Regions from separate parts of the Mus musculus genome. Here regions 1 and 3 are each linked to region 2. Evidence: chromatin contacts called from public HiCAR-type and HiChIP or PLAC-seq data. All regions are on one chromosome and are shown on one strand. The core of a region is the stretch at or near the end of the contact, and the rest is flanking DNA. Distances in the headings are between cores, read along the strand shown.

The links. HiCAR-type assays count read pairs that join an accessible place to other places. HiChIP or PLAC-seq counts read pairs in DNA pulled down with a chosen protein or histone mark.
Region 1: a contact with region 2 is called in a HiCAR-type map of astrocytes, with 4 times the contacts expected there. The contact joins two enhancer-like sites. A contact is called at or near these places in 3 of 115 datasets of contacts at active chromatin or transcription factors (astrocytes, embryonic stem cells and stem cell-derived neural progenitor cells).
Region 3: a contact with region 2 is called in an H3K27ac HiChIP or PLAC-seq map of stem cell-derived neural progenitor cells, with 5 times the contacts expected there. The contact joins two enhancer-like sites. A contact is called at or near these places in 2 of 115 datasets of contacts at active chromatin or transcription factors (astrocytes and stem cell-derived neural progenitor cells).

What each region holds. Positions count from the first base shown.
Region 1 is chr3:35,139,990-35,144,997 of GRCm38.p6, forward strand. No RefSeq gene overlaps it. Among named protein-coding and RNA genes, the nearest start is that of 1700017M07Rik, 130 kb to the right of the region's middle. Within about 2 kb of position 1,647, at least 25 of the 459 cell types and tissues checked have an H3K27ac peak or open chromatin away from gene starts, as enhancers often do. A contact at or near this core is called in astrocytes and stem cell-derived neural progenitor cells, where this site is marked.
Region 2 is chr3:34,440,515-34,445,558 of GRCm38.p6, forward strand. No RefSeq gene overlaps it. Among named protein-coding and RNA genes, the nearest start is that of Gm20515, 4.2 kb to the left of the region's middle. Within about 2 kb of position 3,002, at least 73 of the 459 cell types and tissues checked have an H3K27ac peak or open chromatin away from gene starts, as enhancers often do. A contact at or near this core is called in astrocytes and stem cell-derived neural progenitor cells, where this site is marked.
Region 3 is chr3:35,223,740-35,228,348 of GRCm38.p6, forward strand. No RefSeq gene overlaps it. Among named protein-coding and RNA genes, the nearest start is that of 1700017M07Rik, 50 kb to the right of the region's middle. Within about 2 kb of position 1,867, at least 55 of the 459 cell types and tissues checked have an H3K27ac peak or open chromatin away from gene starts, as enhancers often do. A contact at or near this core is called in stem cell-derived neural progenitor cells, where this site is marked.

The DNA.
Region 1 (5,008 bases), core at 397-2,896, 700 kb after region 2:
TTTGCTTGGTGAAAGCCACACATCAAGCTGTGTTTGGGTCAACACTCATTGTGGACAGTCTGGCCACTCTGGCTCCATTATTCCCTTCTGCATCAGCCTATTTTGTTTTGATTTGAGGAGAGAGCACTGAGTCACTGACTTAAGCCTCCTCCTACTGCCAAGGTAAGAACATTCCAGAGTGAAACTCAGGACTTTGTTTAGGAGAAAGGCATTCATCTCTTTCCCATGTTGCCCTCTCCACCTGAATTTAAGAAAGCATGCAGTCCAGATATTGTGGGCGGCTACCTTACATGTAGAGGGTCAATCTTGGAATAAAATTTACACAGAGAACAGAAGGCAGAGCTGAGACTGCTGGGGTCAGAGGGACACTGTTAAGCCAGATCAATCCCTCCAAGAAGCCTGCCCTAGACTCTAGACTTCTCAGAACACAAGTCAAACATTCTTCCCTTCTTTTAAACAGCTTCTGATAATTTTAAAGGAAAAAAAAAATCACTTGATCGATATAAAATGTTGTTTTATGTTTTATACACCCATTTTTCCTAGCACTGAATTCTGTGTCTTCAAGATCTTTTTTTTTTCTTCTTTCTCAACGCCTTTAAGCATTCTTCATGGGTGTCAATAAGTCTGCGTTCTCGCTACCCATTGCTTCTCCTATAACAGCTGCTACCACATCTGCCTCTTTTTTTTTTTTTTTTCTCATTAGAACTAAATGAAACCATCAGATTCCCAAGTAGTTCTCCTCCTGGCAAAAGAGCTCTACTAAAGACCTTAAAACACACTAAATGAGATTCTTATTTCTAGAGGAAACAGCCCCTCTGTAGGTTGTCATAAAGACCCTCCCTTTCAGGAACTTTCACGCAGCTTTAGTCTTAGTGCCCTGAGATTTTAGGTACGTTTCAAAAGCAATGGGGTATTTTCCACTCATTGGCTCCTTCATAAAATGTGGAGTCTCATCCCAGTAGAAAGATGCAGACCTAGTAAGGGCACAGTTGAAGCCTAGGAGAAGCCACCACCCTGGTCCTCAGGAACAGCTAAACAGAGGAGTCCATCAAGAAATTCCTGGGCTGCCAACCAATGCCTCCAAGAAGCAGCAATTATTGGGTTTCTCTCTCCTAGAGACAGAACACAGAAAATTTCACCCTGTTTTCCCTGCTTCACTTAAGAAGATGAGAACAAATGAAACGAAGAAAACAAGTATCAGCCAGAGAAACTCAACCCAGGAATCTCCATTGCCCCCATGCCCCAAAAATCCAGAACACAAAGATGGAATGTCTAAAACTCTCCTAACTCCTGCGAGGCCCACTGTGGGGTTGAAATGATTTAAGGAGGTGAGATGCTTTCATTGATCTCTCCTTTTCCAAGAAAAAAAAATTTGACGAAAACTGTGTTCTAGGGAAATGTTATCAGAAACTTATTTGTTTGTGTATTTAGCTGTTGCTGTCTGCTTTACCCCTTATATAATGTTGACATTCTTTGAAAATGGGTAGATGGACCTTATTCAAGTTCTGACAGTAACTCTTTGTTAGTGTACAAACGGCTTCAGAGGTATTTCATTACCATTCGTAATCATCCGTTTGCTTCTAGCTGGTGACATTTGGAATAGTAAGCAGGGGACACTCTTTGTGTCCAGTGAGTTCATAGAAAGTTAAACTTACTTTCCACAACAGACTCAAGCTTAGCTACCATAACCCTCTTCAGTTACTGTGTGATGTGTTTGAACAGTATGAATGATTAATGAAAGCTAAATAGTCCAGTTTCTATCTTAAAACCTTTTTGTTAACTGCCAGAGAGCTGAGTGACTGGGAGGTGATTGCTGTTCAAATGAGTTATTTATGCAATCTGATGCTTGTTCCCTGACAAAAAATTTAATGTATCAGCTGCTCATTTTCAAAAGATGTAAAAAGTCAGAAACTCTTCCTGATGCCTTTTCCCATCCACAGACCAACACCAAGCTCTGTGGTCCTTGCCAGTTTGGCATCAGAAAGCGAACTTGGCTTGCCCGTCTGAACGAAGCATGGTTGCTTTCTCCCAAGGAAACCAAGATAAAATGTGGCAACGGGTAGCATCCATTACAAAGGTCCTGAAAGTTGCCTCAGAGTTTTCCTGGACCAGATTCTGGCATTGCTCCCAGAAGAAGGCCACTGCCACCCGTGAGCTACGAAAAACAGTCATGCCTGCTGGAGGGAGGGAAGTGTGTAAAACGCTCTGGGTGTTTACGAGCTGATCTGGAAGAGGCATCTTCAGAGATAACTCCTCTGGTAAAGGGGCTCAAGCGTGATGAGGAAACAGAGATTAAGAACCCAGGTGGAGACCACACCTGGGGGATGACAGGAACTAGAGTGGAGGAGGAGGAGGTTGGAGGAGGAGGTAGGTTTCCAGAACACAGCATAGTCGTGGGACATATAGCAGCATCACATGTAATATGAACATCCTTTGGCTTGTTTTGTGATGCTGGGGATCCAGTTCAGCCTCATGTATAGACAAGGCTTGTGCTCAGCCACTGAGCTGCACCACAGTCCTTCTCTCTTTAAGCAAACTTTACATTCTTTTGTTGGCTATGCTGTAAATGCCCTCTTACTCATTTTTTATAATTTGATGGCATTTGGAGCATTGCTTATGGCATGTTTGTCAACTCAACTCCATCAGAATTACGATCATAGCAAGGGATGAAGATACGAATGTCTACCTGACAATCTCTCTCTTTTTTTAAGCAATAAAACCTTTATCCTTTTCCATTTGGTGGTCTGTTGGACACGAACCATTTAAGAGTTTCCAAATAAAATGCTTTAGCACATCTGCAATTAATAAGCCTGAAGCTTATTTTGTACCATTCCTGGTCATCTCTTTTACCAGTTGTGTGTTACTTTGGTTAACCATTTCCTTTCAAAAAGGAGGAACAGAAACGGAATTAATCTAGTGGTTTTTGAAGAGAATTCACAGGTCTACTTCATTTGTTTAACAACTGAGCAAACATGTCACTGTTCAGTTACTACTTGCCCAACAGTATCCTGGGCCCTGGAAACACAGGGATGTTAATATTTAGTCCTTTACACAGAATCTCTGGAGACTATTATACAGAAAGATGAGCAGAGATGGTAGCAATTGATCATGAATATTAACCCAGGGATGAAGATAGTGTCCAAGAAAAACACATAACACTGTGCGTGTATGTGTGTGTGTGTGGTATATATATGTGTATATATATATATATATATATATATATATATATATATATATATATATATGTGTGTGTGTGTGTGTGTGTGTGTGTGTGTGAGTGTGTATACCCAATGTGTATATATAAATATATATAAATATATATGTGTGTGTATAAATATGTATATACATATATCCCAGCATATATTCCTGTATACCTACATATATAATACATCCTTATATATACACACATTATATATAAACATAGTATATATATGCATATATACACATATATGTATATATACACATTTATATGTATACTTACACACATATATACATATACATAAACACATGTATACATACACACATATACATATATATACATTGTATACACATATATACATATATACATTGTATACATTGTATATGTATGTATATATGTATACATACACATATACATATACATATATATATACATACATACATATGTAAAACTAACACACAAATATGTGTGTATTTTGTGAGAAAAGAATATTTTCAGGGCCAGTGGCTCATAGAAATTTTTCTGAAAGTGTGATTAGCTTTCAATGTGAAAAATCTTCACCTGTGGCAACTCTGTAATCATCAGAGCTAACTCACAAGGTAAGGGATAGGACAGAAGTTTTCTGGGTCAATTTTCTTCAGTCTGAGCCTACAGACAATTGATATGGATGTCGAGATACTGCCTGGACCTTCTCTTTGTCTCCATAGGTCATTCCCAGGATGCCTGTGGAAGGCGTAACCATTCTTGTTGGCAGAAAGTGCTTTCCAGACTCATGTAGCATTACATACTGAGACGAGTGGGGCATGTACCCCACTTCTGCTCCTTCCAGGACATCACATCCAAATGGTTGGCCTCATGGGCTGCTGCAATAGAACACAAGTGCATCATTTGGCTTCAGGTCACCCTTTGCCCTGTGGCAAGACAAGTGAGCAGACTAGCCAAGGAAAAAGCCATCTCATCCTAGCCTACAGCATTATAATCGGACAATTTCTTTAGATTCCATGACTCTGTCTGCTAGTGGCCCTGCATGAACTATTTGTTTTAGTTTTGTTGTTGTTTTGAGATGAGGTCCCTACTATTTTTCTCAGGGTGGGTTTGGATTTCTCTGAAGCTGCAGGTAGACTCCATCCCACCTACAAAGTGAGCTCTTAAATTGAAGACCTCATCAGAAGAAGAAGTTCCTTTGAGTCAGTGATCTGTCTTGCTCTTCTGACAAGTCACCTGACAAAAGTTCCTGGAAGGAAGGAAGGAAGGAAGGAAGGAAGGAAGGAAGGAAGGACTTCTTTGGGTTCACAGTTGGAAGGTACGCAGTTGGAGGGTATGACCATCATGGTGGGGAAGTCACAGTGACAGGAACATGAGGTAGACACTCACACTGCATCCATGAGTAGGGAGCACAGAGAAACCAACACTCCTGCTCAGCTTCCTTCCTCCTCCTTACTCAGTTCAGCATCCTATTCCGTGGGATCATGACACCACATTCAGGGTTGCTTTGCCCCACTACATGTACCCTTAAGGCACATTGCTATAGTGATTCTAAATCCAGTCAAGTTGACGACGAAGGTCAACTATTACATACTTTAAGCTTAAAGGAGACTTGAGTTGGTATACAAATCTTTACCCAATACCATCCATCGACATTAATTTAGGGGCTGGTACTCTGTAGTCCACACTAGCTTGGAGCTTACAGCAGTTCTCCCACAGAAGCACCCTGAGTGTTGGTGCTATAGACATCGTGCTCAGCACTGTCAGCTTTAATTTGGGGGATCTGATTATAAAATAAAACAGGGTTGGATATGACAGACTGTC
Region 2 (5,044 bases), core at 1,752-4,251:
GCTACTATATAGGTGTCCCAATAACAGATTTCCTTCCTGTGTTTCCAGCTAAACCAGCCAGTCAAAAAGATACAGTGCTGCTAAAAGTGCTGGAGAAGCTGGGGAACAGAGCTGATCTGCAGCCAATCGACCACAGGGAGTACAATCGGTGTGCTTTTCTCCCATAGAGCACAGTTTCAGCAGGAAATTATACAGGGCCTGCTTGTCGCTGCCTTGGAGCCGGCCAGGTGATGCAGGAGCACCCGTGTTGTACGACAGCAGATCTGGTGCGCCCTTTGTACCACCCAGTCCTATCGTGCCTTCGGCCCTTTGTGTGTTTTTAATGGGGATAAGTGTGAGGCGCATGGAGTGCAATCACATTGTGGTCTTAAAAGGATCTCTGATGATAGAAAATATGTCAATTTATTATTTCCCTCAGGACAGAGAAAAAAGTACAAAGGTTCAATGGACGAGGAAGATAATGCTCGTTCTCTGTATAACATTTTTCCAACAAAGGATTTTAAGGTGATTTTCCCTTTTTTTTTTTTTTTTTTTACAAAAAAAAATACTTTAGTCCTATTTTGTAGGTGGGGATACAAGAAGATTTGTAGGAACTGAAACATCCTGGCGGTGGCCCCTGCATAGAGCAGCATAAGCCTCTATGGTCCTTTCCTGGCTTTTTCTCTCCCTCTACTGGAATTTGGTTCTTCACAGCAGAGTCATGTAGTAAAAGCAAGCACTACCCTATTGTTTGAGATATTCCATGTACCAGAACCACAGTTCCATCAAATCTTCAAGCTAAAGGCTACATCTGTGATCAGAGCCATCTCCTGTCCCCACAGTTCCAGTTTTCTTGACTAGCAATTAGCCCAGTAGAGGCCGGCTGCTCCTGCATGGGGAAGATGCTGGAGAGTTGAGCCAGGAGGTGGTCACTTGTTATTTGTCACGAGGGTCATTGATAATGAATCAACAAAGCATTGACAATGGTTTTCTTGTAAACTGAACAAACCTTATAAATGGTGTGTGGTCTCCCCTCCCCCATGAATTAGCTCCTTTGTCCTGAAATGTGTGGTTAGCCCAGATACTCATTCTGCTTGGCTGGAAGAGGGGCAGAGTCTGGGGAGGCGCCCGGAATGCACAAGTCCACATTTCGCATTTTGGTTTTCTGTATGGGGAGGTGGCAGGGGGGCGGGGGGGGGTATATCTCATGCGTACCGTGGGAAGTTGGAAGGAAAAAAACATAAGCAAAAATCAGAAAACTTTCTGGACTCCTTTTCTGGACTTTTTAGGGCTTGGTTGCGACTGGTAAACAGGAAAGAAATTAAGAATGTAGGAACAGTTTCCTAAATGCTTTGTACAGCTGCTTGACAACTGTCTGTTTTCTTAAAACCCTAAATAAGAGAGCTGAGTATTTAGGAGGGTCCTACCTGCTTTGTGGACCGCCACTCTCTGCTGTTATGTAACAGTGGGCACTGGCTGGGCAGCTGAATGAAAGGGACAGTGTCTTAAAGCAAATGGGCAAACAGTCACTGCTAGCCTCTTCTTTGGCTCCTGGGGCGGTGGTGGGGTGGGGGTGGGGAGGAGGTTTCAAAATGAAGTTCTCTGTTGCCTGGAGCCTATACAACTAACCTTATCATCAAGATGCTGAGACCAAATGCCCAGAGCTAAACAGAACGGATCCTCAGAGAAGCCTTGTATGCTCCGCAAGTGCTGTTTGTCTCCATGAAAGCCAAATAGCGATGGCACCATTTCTGACACGTTGTCACCAGGTAGATGGTGTATTGGAATGTGAGTCAGATCAGAGAGATGGGTGCTGCTCGAGGACAGCAAGTAACATCCCAAGCTTGACTCTGGGTGTGCGGGTTTATTGGCAGAAATACACTGCGCTTTAACGTGTACTTTCCTTATAATTTTATTTAATGGCAATTTTTAAATCAAAGTGTTAGAATGTGTCTTTCTCCTTTAAAAAAATAATTGCTAAAATCATTGATGGCACATTAAAACAAGTCAGTGGTTAAGGTCACATAAACCCATGTAATATGTATATTCAACCCAGAATTATTTAGGGTCATCGTAGCCATGGAGTTTTCAAATAAATTATTTGAATATAAAAGTAGATTATGTCTTTCCCCTGTGGCTGGCCAAATGTCTTTTCAACAAAGGGTAAAGTAAGAAGGCTATTTTTTTGTGTAAAAGAGTGATCTTTTTAATCATGCTTGACTGCCTCTCAGGACAGTCTCCGTTTATAATGAGATATTTTGAACTCATCTGAACCAGAAAGTTTAATAAATTTATAGTACATTTTGTATTAAAATATGACCATTTATTTCAGGAGACAAGAGCTAGCGAGAACAGAGAACAAATTAGTGATTGTTAAATCTCTAGGCCGTCCTCTGGAGCTAACTAACGTCCACATTGGCCCGTATCTACAAGAGTATAAATAAGTGTTTATTTAGTTTATTCTTCCGCACTTCTTGGCAGCTCTTCCAATCTCAACTGACCGTCTATTTGAAAAGGACACTCGCTATTTGGAGCCTAGGTCAGCCCTTAGCTGGAGCGGCTGTGAAGATCCAGTAACAGAGGTTCTCATGGCCTTTTTTTCCAGACTTTCTGAGGTTGCCAGGTAGGGAGAGAGCAAAGGTGTTTCCCGTGTGGTTGTGGGTCGCCTTTGAAGTAGATTCATCCCATATGCAAATGTGTAAACATTAGCTTTCTCTTACTAATGTAGTAAAAGGAGCGGTCCTGAGACTAGAGAAGCTCCCTCACCGGTAAGGAAATGTTTCTGAGAACTGGAAGAACATTTTGACATGGTTATTAACATATGAAAACATGCTCATGGTACTCTCTAGTGTTTTAACACTCGAGACATTCAATTAGTTTTCTATTATACCGGATCTTTTCTTAACTCCTAGTTAATTTTTTTTTTTACAAGTAGAAAAAAAAATTCACAAGATACATCTTAACCTGGTATCAGAACTGAGTACCATGGTGAGTCATCTCCGATCCTATTTCTCTAATGACACATCACTTAGGTACGTGTGGATTTCCTTTGAGCCCCTAATTTTCTTTTTAATTATTCTACAGTGAAAGCTCTCCCCCCCCCCAATTAATTTGACTTTCTCAGATTTTTACAGTAAAGCGTGTGTCATATCTCTCTTGAAATTGACCATTCTTTTCAGAAGGGGGAAAAAAAGTTTCTTTTTTTTTTCTCTTTGGCCTGGGGTGCTGCACTGAAAAAAGTCACTCAGCTAAAATGAGTTACTTCATTTCCAAGTAAAAACAACGGTGTTTTCATGCCTGCGCTTATTATTATTCTGAGAATGTACTAATTTGTTACATCCAAGATGACGGTTCGTTGGGTCTGTGAAAGGGGCAGTGTGCCAGCTATCAAAGAGAAGTAACAAGGACTCCTTTCATGGGACAGAGAGCAGGGACAGCTCTTGTGGGTATCAGGAGGCATGCTGCCAGCACAGTCATCCCGATGTCAGGGGCTCCCAGTGTCCGGGTCTGAATCAAGCAAAACGATAATTTTCCTGAACGTCAGGGTGGGCAGCCCGAGGAGCAACTGGTCGCGGCTTTATCCCCCACAGGCCCCAGCTGACGTGCCTCAAGGGTTTTAATGTTTGTAGCACGTTATTACTTCAACATTAAGCTTAGATAATTGTCTACTTGCTCTGAGCTGGTTAATAGCAAAATACAAGTGAAGAGGGGGCATTTTTATAAAGTAAAACTGCAAAATAGAATTATATATCTATGTACTGTGGAGTTTCTGTTGTTCTCCCTCCTGACATTTGAATGATAATGAAGTTTGATTCTATACTACCTTTATTCAGCTCTGAACCAGGGTGGTCTCGTCATTTTGTTTTACGCGCATAACACTGCCTAAGGTCACGAGTTGTAAATCGTCACATAAAAAGACTGAAAATATATTCAGCACTTTGTAGTTTCCGAGCGCGCATTTAAGAGCTTCAGTGAAGAGTCGGACCTACATGGCAGATTTTTCTGGCCCTGAGCAGTCAGCTTGCTGATACAGACAGCGGGCGACAACACGCTTTGATATGCCCTCTGTGCAGGCGCATCCTGACCCGTTTTCTGTTATTGTAATGTTTTTCTTTGCTTTATGGAGAAACGCTCCCTACTAATTTTTTTTAAGAAATCTATTTAAAAATAATTTCCATCTGCCTCATATGATTTAATAAATGGAAAACACATTTGGATTAATGAACAGAATTCTGTGTGGGGGCATAAAAACTTCTCTCTGAGAACACTTGCTTTTTGCTTAGTATGCATTTGTCAAATTTTCTTTTTAACGTACAGTTTTAATCTTTGGCCCTTTTAAATAAAGGAGTGTATACTTTAAACAATATTTAACTAGCAACTGTTTAAATATAATGGCCATGTTACTTTATCTGTCCCTTAGAATGGGTTGTACTTGACGACCTCTGTGGCTCGGGAGTCCTCCAGTGTAAGTGTTCCCGCTCCCAGAGAAGCAAACAGAGTCTGCCTTTTGTGGTGCTCATGAGTTGCAGATTTGATTTTCTTGACAGCTTACCTCAGGAGTGATAGCTGTGTGTGTTTGCTGTTTCATTCACAATGAAAGGAAACTGGCTAAATTCACAAGGAAGACACCTCAAAGTTGGGACTGTTTAAAATAAAAACGCAAATACACACCACCATGAGAGATTTTAAACAAGCTAGGTTACCAAATCGGTAGCTAATTTTTTGCCTTTCTAAAATGTTGGATATTTAACCCTCCGAATAATTAAATATTTGTAATAAAGCAGTTAATTCAAGCAGTTTATTGCTGTAATTTGCAAAAGTGCATTGAGCTGCTTTCTTTTCAGCTCATTGACGGGGGACAAACATTTCTTTAATAAGACTACAGCACATTCTAATTTTGCTGCAAACGCTTAGATAAGGATCAGGCCCTCTCTGAGTCACTGGGCTGACCTATGACATTGAAAGGGCCCAGGCTCTTTGGCAAAAGAAGAGCTGGGATTCATTATTATGCACAGGACTTCCCGGTTCTGAAGGGCTCTGTGCTGTCTCTCAGATAGACTTTGTT
Region 3 (4,609 bases), core at 617-3,116, 780 kb after region 2:
CCCTTCTCAGTGCACAGGTATTAACCCTGTGCTCAGATCCAGTCCCCTACTGTGAAAACTTAGTGCCCAAGGAAAGCTCGAGCTTCTGGGTTGAGGAGATGCCTCAGAGGAATAAAAGCACTTGGTATGCAAACATGAAGGTCAGGGTTGGAAACTGAGTACCCACTTCAAAAGCCATGTATGAATGGACAGTTGCCTACAACCAAAGCACTTTGGGGACTAGAGACAGAAGACACAGCTCTTTTGATATCATTGACATCTGAAGACCCCACCCACCCCACCCCACCCGCCTGTGGGAGAATGGCTTCTTCAGCCATATCCACAGGGCACAGAGGAGGAGCTGAGCCCAGATGGAGGGAGCACCCATTTGATTGGCAGAGAAGCAAGTGGGTGTTAATAATCTATCTCTTCTATGTTCTGAGCTCTTAGACCTTACACAAGCTCCTGGCTTTCATTGTTTGTTCACCTTACTAGTTAAAATAATTAAATTAATAAATCGCTATGTGCATGAACTCGTAATTTAGACTACTGATCTTTTGCAATTTCATTTAACCTACAAAACAACAATGTTCAAAATCTGAGGCACTGAGGCTGATAGAGAGTTATCCACGATGTCAGAGCTGGTTCCAAGACTCATGCCAGCCTCACAGTTACTCTGGGGTCTAAATAATAGTCACTGCCTCTGGCAGGGGGGTAGTGCTCCCCTTGTCTGGGCCCAGCTCCTAATTCCTTCCACTGTGGATGTGGTTGAAGAAGCCATTCTCCCACAGAAGGAAGCCCTTCTGTGGTAAATGATACAATAAGAGCTGTGTGGCAAGGCCAGCATTTTCCCCAAGCCCTCTCCCGGTCCATTCAGAGAACAACACAGCATCTCAAAAGCCTACATCTCTCTCCACTTCTATTTTTGTGTTCATTTTCTGGGCGTAGAATGAGTTCAGAGCACATTGATTGTTTATGATTTCCAAATAACAAATGGGCAATCCCTGCTTCATCCAGTCAGGTCTAAGATACAAGCAGCACTGGCATGTGCCCCGTGCTTACCCTGCCAGCCCTCTATGAGTGGATTTCTATGTGGTTCTTAGGCAGAGTCAATGATGGGATAAGAGCTGGTATCTCACTCTGTTCCAGATACCACCAATCGAAGAGCAAGGCCCATAATGTCACATGATTGGAAAAGAGAGGAGCTGAAGAGAGAAAAAGAAAAAGAAAGAGAAGGGGGAGGTAGAGGAGGAGAAGCCGAGGTGATGCAGACGGAAGCAGAGCAGGAGACAGAAGAGGAGGCGCAGGAGAGAAGGAGCAGGAGAGGAAGAGCAGGAGCAGGAGGAGCAGGAGAGGAGGAGCAGGAGAGGAGGAGCAGGAGCAGGAGGAGGAGCAGGAGAGGAGGAGCAGGAGCAGGAGGAGCAGGAGAGGAGGAGCAGGAGAGGAGGAGCAGGAGCAGGAGAGGAGGAGCAAGAGAGGAGGAGCGGGACAAGGGAGGAGGTGAAGGGAAAAGAGCAGGCAAAGGAAGAGGAGAGAGGAGGAAGTGTGAGAAGGGCAGAAGGAGGAGGCACAGGAAGAGGTAGAGGATGAGGAAGGAGCTTTTGGCAGAATTCCAGGTTCGGGGGCTCTAGCTCCACGGAACTTGGGGAATAAAAATCAGGCTTTGGGCTGTCCAGGTTCCAAGTCACAGGGCCTCCATAGCTGGCAAGCATCAAGCCGGAAACTCTGCTGAATAGAGCCCTAAATGTTTTTTTGTTTGACATTCATGCTTAACAGAAAATGATGAATCCATTAGCAACCCCTTCCGTTGCCAAAAGAAACAGACTCGCACTCGGCGATTGCTTTCACCGCGCTATCAAGCCACCACATGCTCGCCTCACAGAGCTGACAGTCATCCATCACTTTCAAATGGGTTTAGAGGTACAGTTGTCTTTGTGTGAAGTGTGTGGACGAGTCAGCATGAATGGGGCTCATTAAAGCAGACTGACCCAAACAGTTTAAATGGGACTCGCAGTAGGGGGAGAATGTTTTATTTGAGGTTTGTTTGGAATTATTTTGAAGTTTGTCACTAATTTTAAAAAACAATGGGCTCATTTTCCTAACTCCTTTTTCATCCCTAAGATGTGTTCGAGAGAACAAATAGCTATATTATGCACTGACTCAAAAACATGCTCTTTGGGAAATGAATAAAAAGATCCTATGATTATGAAATTTCAAGAGTTCCCTTGTGCTCTAGAACAGGGCAAATTGAAACGACTCCACAAAGCACTGCCAAGTTTCTCTCTCTCTCTGCTCAGCCCCTTTCTGCCAGTCCATAAATGGCATCTTTGAATATCATCTTTGGACCTGTTTTTTATCATCTCAGATGGCCTCCCAAGGAATGCATTCCAAAGTCTGTGATTCCAAAGATGGATTAAATCCTCCATAAAATGGGTTTAAACATTGGGAGGGAGGCACCTGGCTGTACACATCTGGGCCTTACAGAACACCACGGGATTCTGAATACTTCAAGATGTTCAATAAGGTGTTCAATGTGTTGAATATGACCAAACCCATCTTCAGTGTGAGCCTGTGGAATCTCTCTCTCTCTGTCATTCTTTCTCCCTCCCTCCCTCCTTTACTCCCTCCCACCTTCCTCCCTCCCACCCTCACTTCTCCTTTCCACCCTTCCACTCTAAATTGCTATTAAATTCATGTAGAAATGTAAATAGGAAAAATCCTGACCCAAGAAGATTATGCATTTCAAGAAAGGACAAAAGTAATGTCTTCAAGGACCTTGACCTCTTTGCTACATCAGTTATGACCTTAGCTACCTGGGTTCAGTAGATTGAAGGCACATAGTGGAGTCATAAGGTGGACCGTGTGTTCACAGGAGTGAGTTTAGTAAGACCAAAGAGATGTCACTGTTTTTCAACCATCAGAAAAACATTTTAATATTTGAATGTGAAGTTGTGCTAGTATATATTGTATGGATCCTAGCATTATTTCCAAAATCTTATTCACTTATTCACTGAGACATTCATTAATGTCAAGGACCCAGGAAATCACTTGGGCTTCAGGCTGGCTCTCCAGGATCCCCCTATTCCCATGTATGCCCAAGGCAGCCCAGCTGAGACTGCTGAAGTCTTTGCCACAGCAATGGATCATTGTTGAAAGAGAGATGCAAACTAAACTACAAAGATAAAATCTCATTAATTATGGTATTATAAATGTTCTATAATAAGGGTAATTTCTTAGTCTTAACCCCTAATATTCCCCCAAAACATTGAACTTTCTAAACGCTGTCAGCACATTTACTGCATAAAATGTGTACGTAGTATGTGCACTTGTCTGGTTTCACATCTTTACTGTAAGAAGCTAAAATGAGTTGTCACAATGATTTGACTAAATTAACCAGTGTAGTCATTGCTTGCCACCATGATTCCCCTCTCAAGAATGTTCAAGGCGGATATTAAAATACACATTTGCACTTGAAATGTCAAGTAAAACGAAGAAAATTCTTAGGACCCTGTGGCTCTAACCCACCAACCATCCATTCAAATCAACTCTTGTCTCCCTAAGACTCTTGATCAAGTTGCTAAGTGGCCTGACAAGCAACAAACCCACAGGAGGAAGGAGGAGGAACAGGAAGAGTCCAGAACCTCATTCTCTCTAGAAACAGGTGGCCATCTCATGGCTCAGGACACCTCTGGGGTCAGAGTCAGCAAGTATAAAATAGAAAGGACTGTAGAGTGTATGGCTTTTAGAGGGAGAGAGGCCAAACGCAGTTTCCACTGGAAGCATTTCAGAACAGCAGGGAAAGCGCCGGGGAGCTGGCCCACAAACATCATGATCTGAAGTTCATCTCCAGGAACCACGTTGCACAAAGTTCCACATGGTAGTGTGTGCTTGGCAGCCCAGTGCCGGAGAGGCAGAGACAATCCTTTGGACGCACTGGCCAGCCAGTCAGGCCTAGTTCCCAAGTTCCAGGACAGTGAGAAGCAATGTCTTAAAACAAAACAAAACAAAACAACCCAAAAAACAAAAACAAACAAACAAATAAACAAAGTGGTCAGGATCTGCATGGAGCCCCAGGAGGGATGGTACTTGAGATTTTCCTAAGTTTCTGCAACCAGCAACCAGCACACACACACACACACACACACACACACACACACTCACTTACATGCATCCACACCTCACCACACACACGCCTAGAAACACACAAACATACATGTGTTATACACACACATACACACAAGCTTGCACCCACACTTAAAATGCACTTCCTAGATAAAGAATGCATAGGTAGACCAGAAGGGATAGAAAGATTCTAAAGGTGCTGTGAACTGAAGTGCAGCTGCCCACTGGTACAGAGGCCTACATGTCTGATCACAACTTCTGCACCAAGGCAAACCTTTGCATTTAAACTGTAAGTTCTATCTTACTTACAATTACTTCCTCAGTGCATAGGTGATCAGATGACGCCGTAGGTGTTTAGTGACTGACACCATAGCCCCCTGCACTCATACAGTTTCTTAACAGAAGAGAAAATTCAGGCTTGAGAATTTGACTGTGGATTGGTATCTCAGCACTTTTGCTGAGACCTCAGACAAATTAGCATCCCGGACAGCTCATAAAACAACATCCA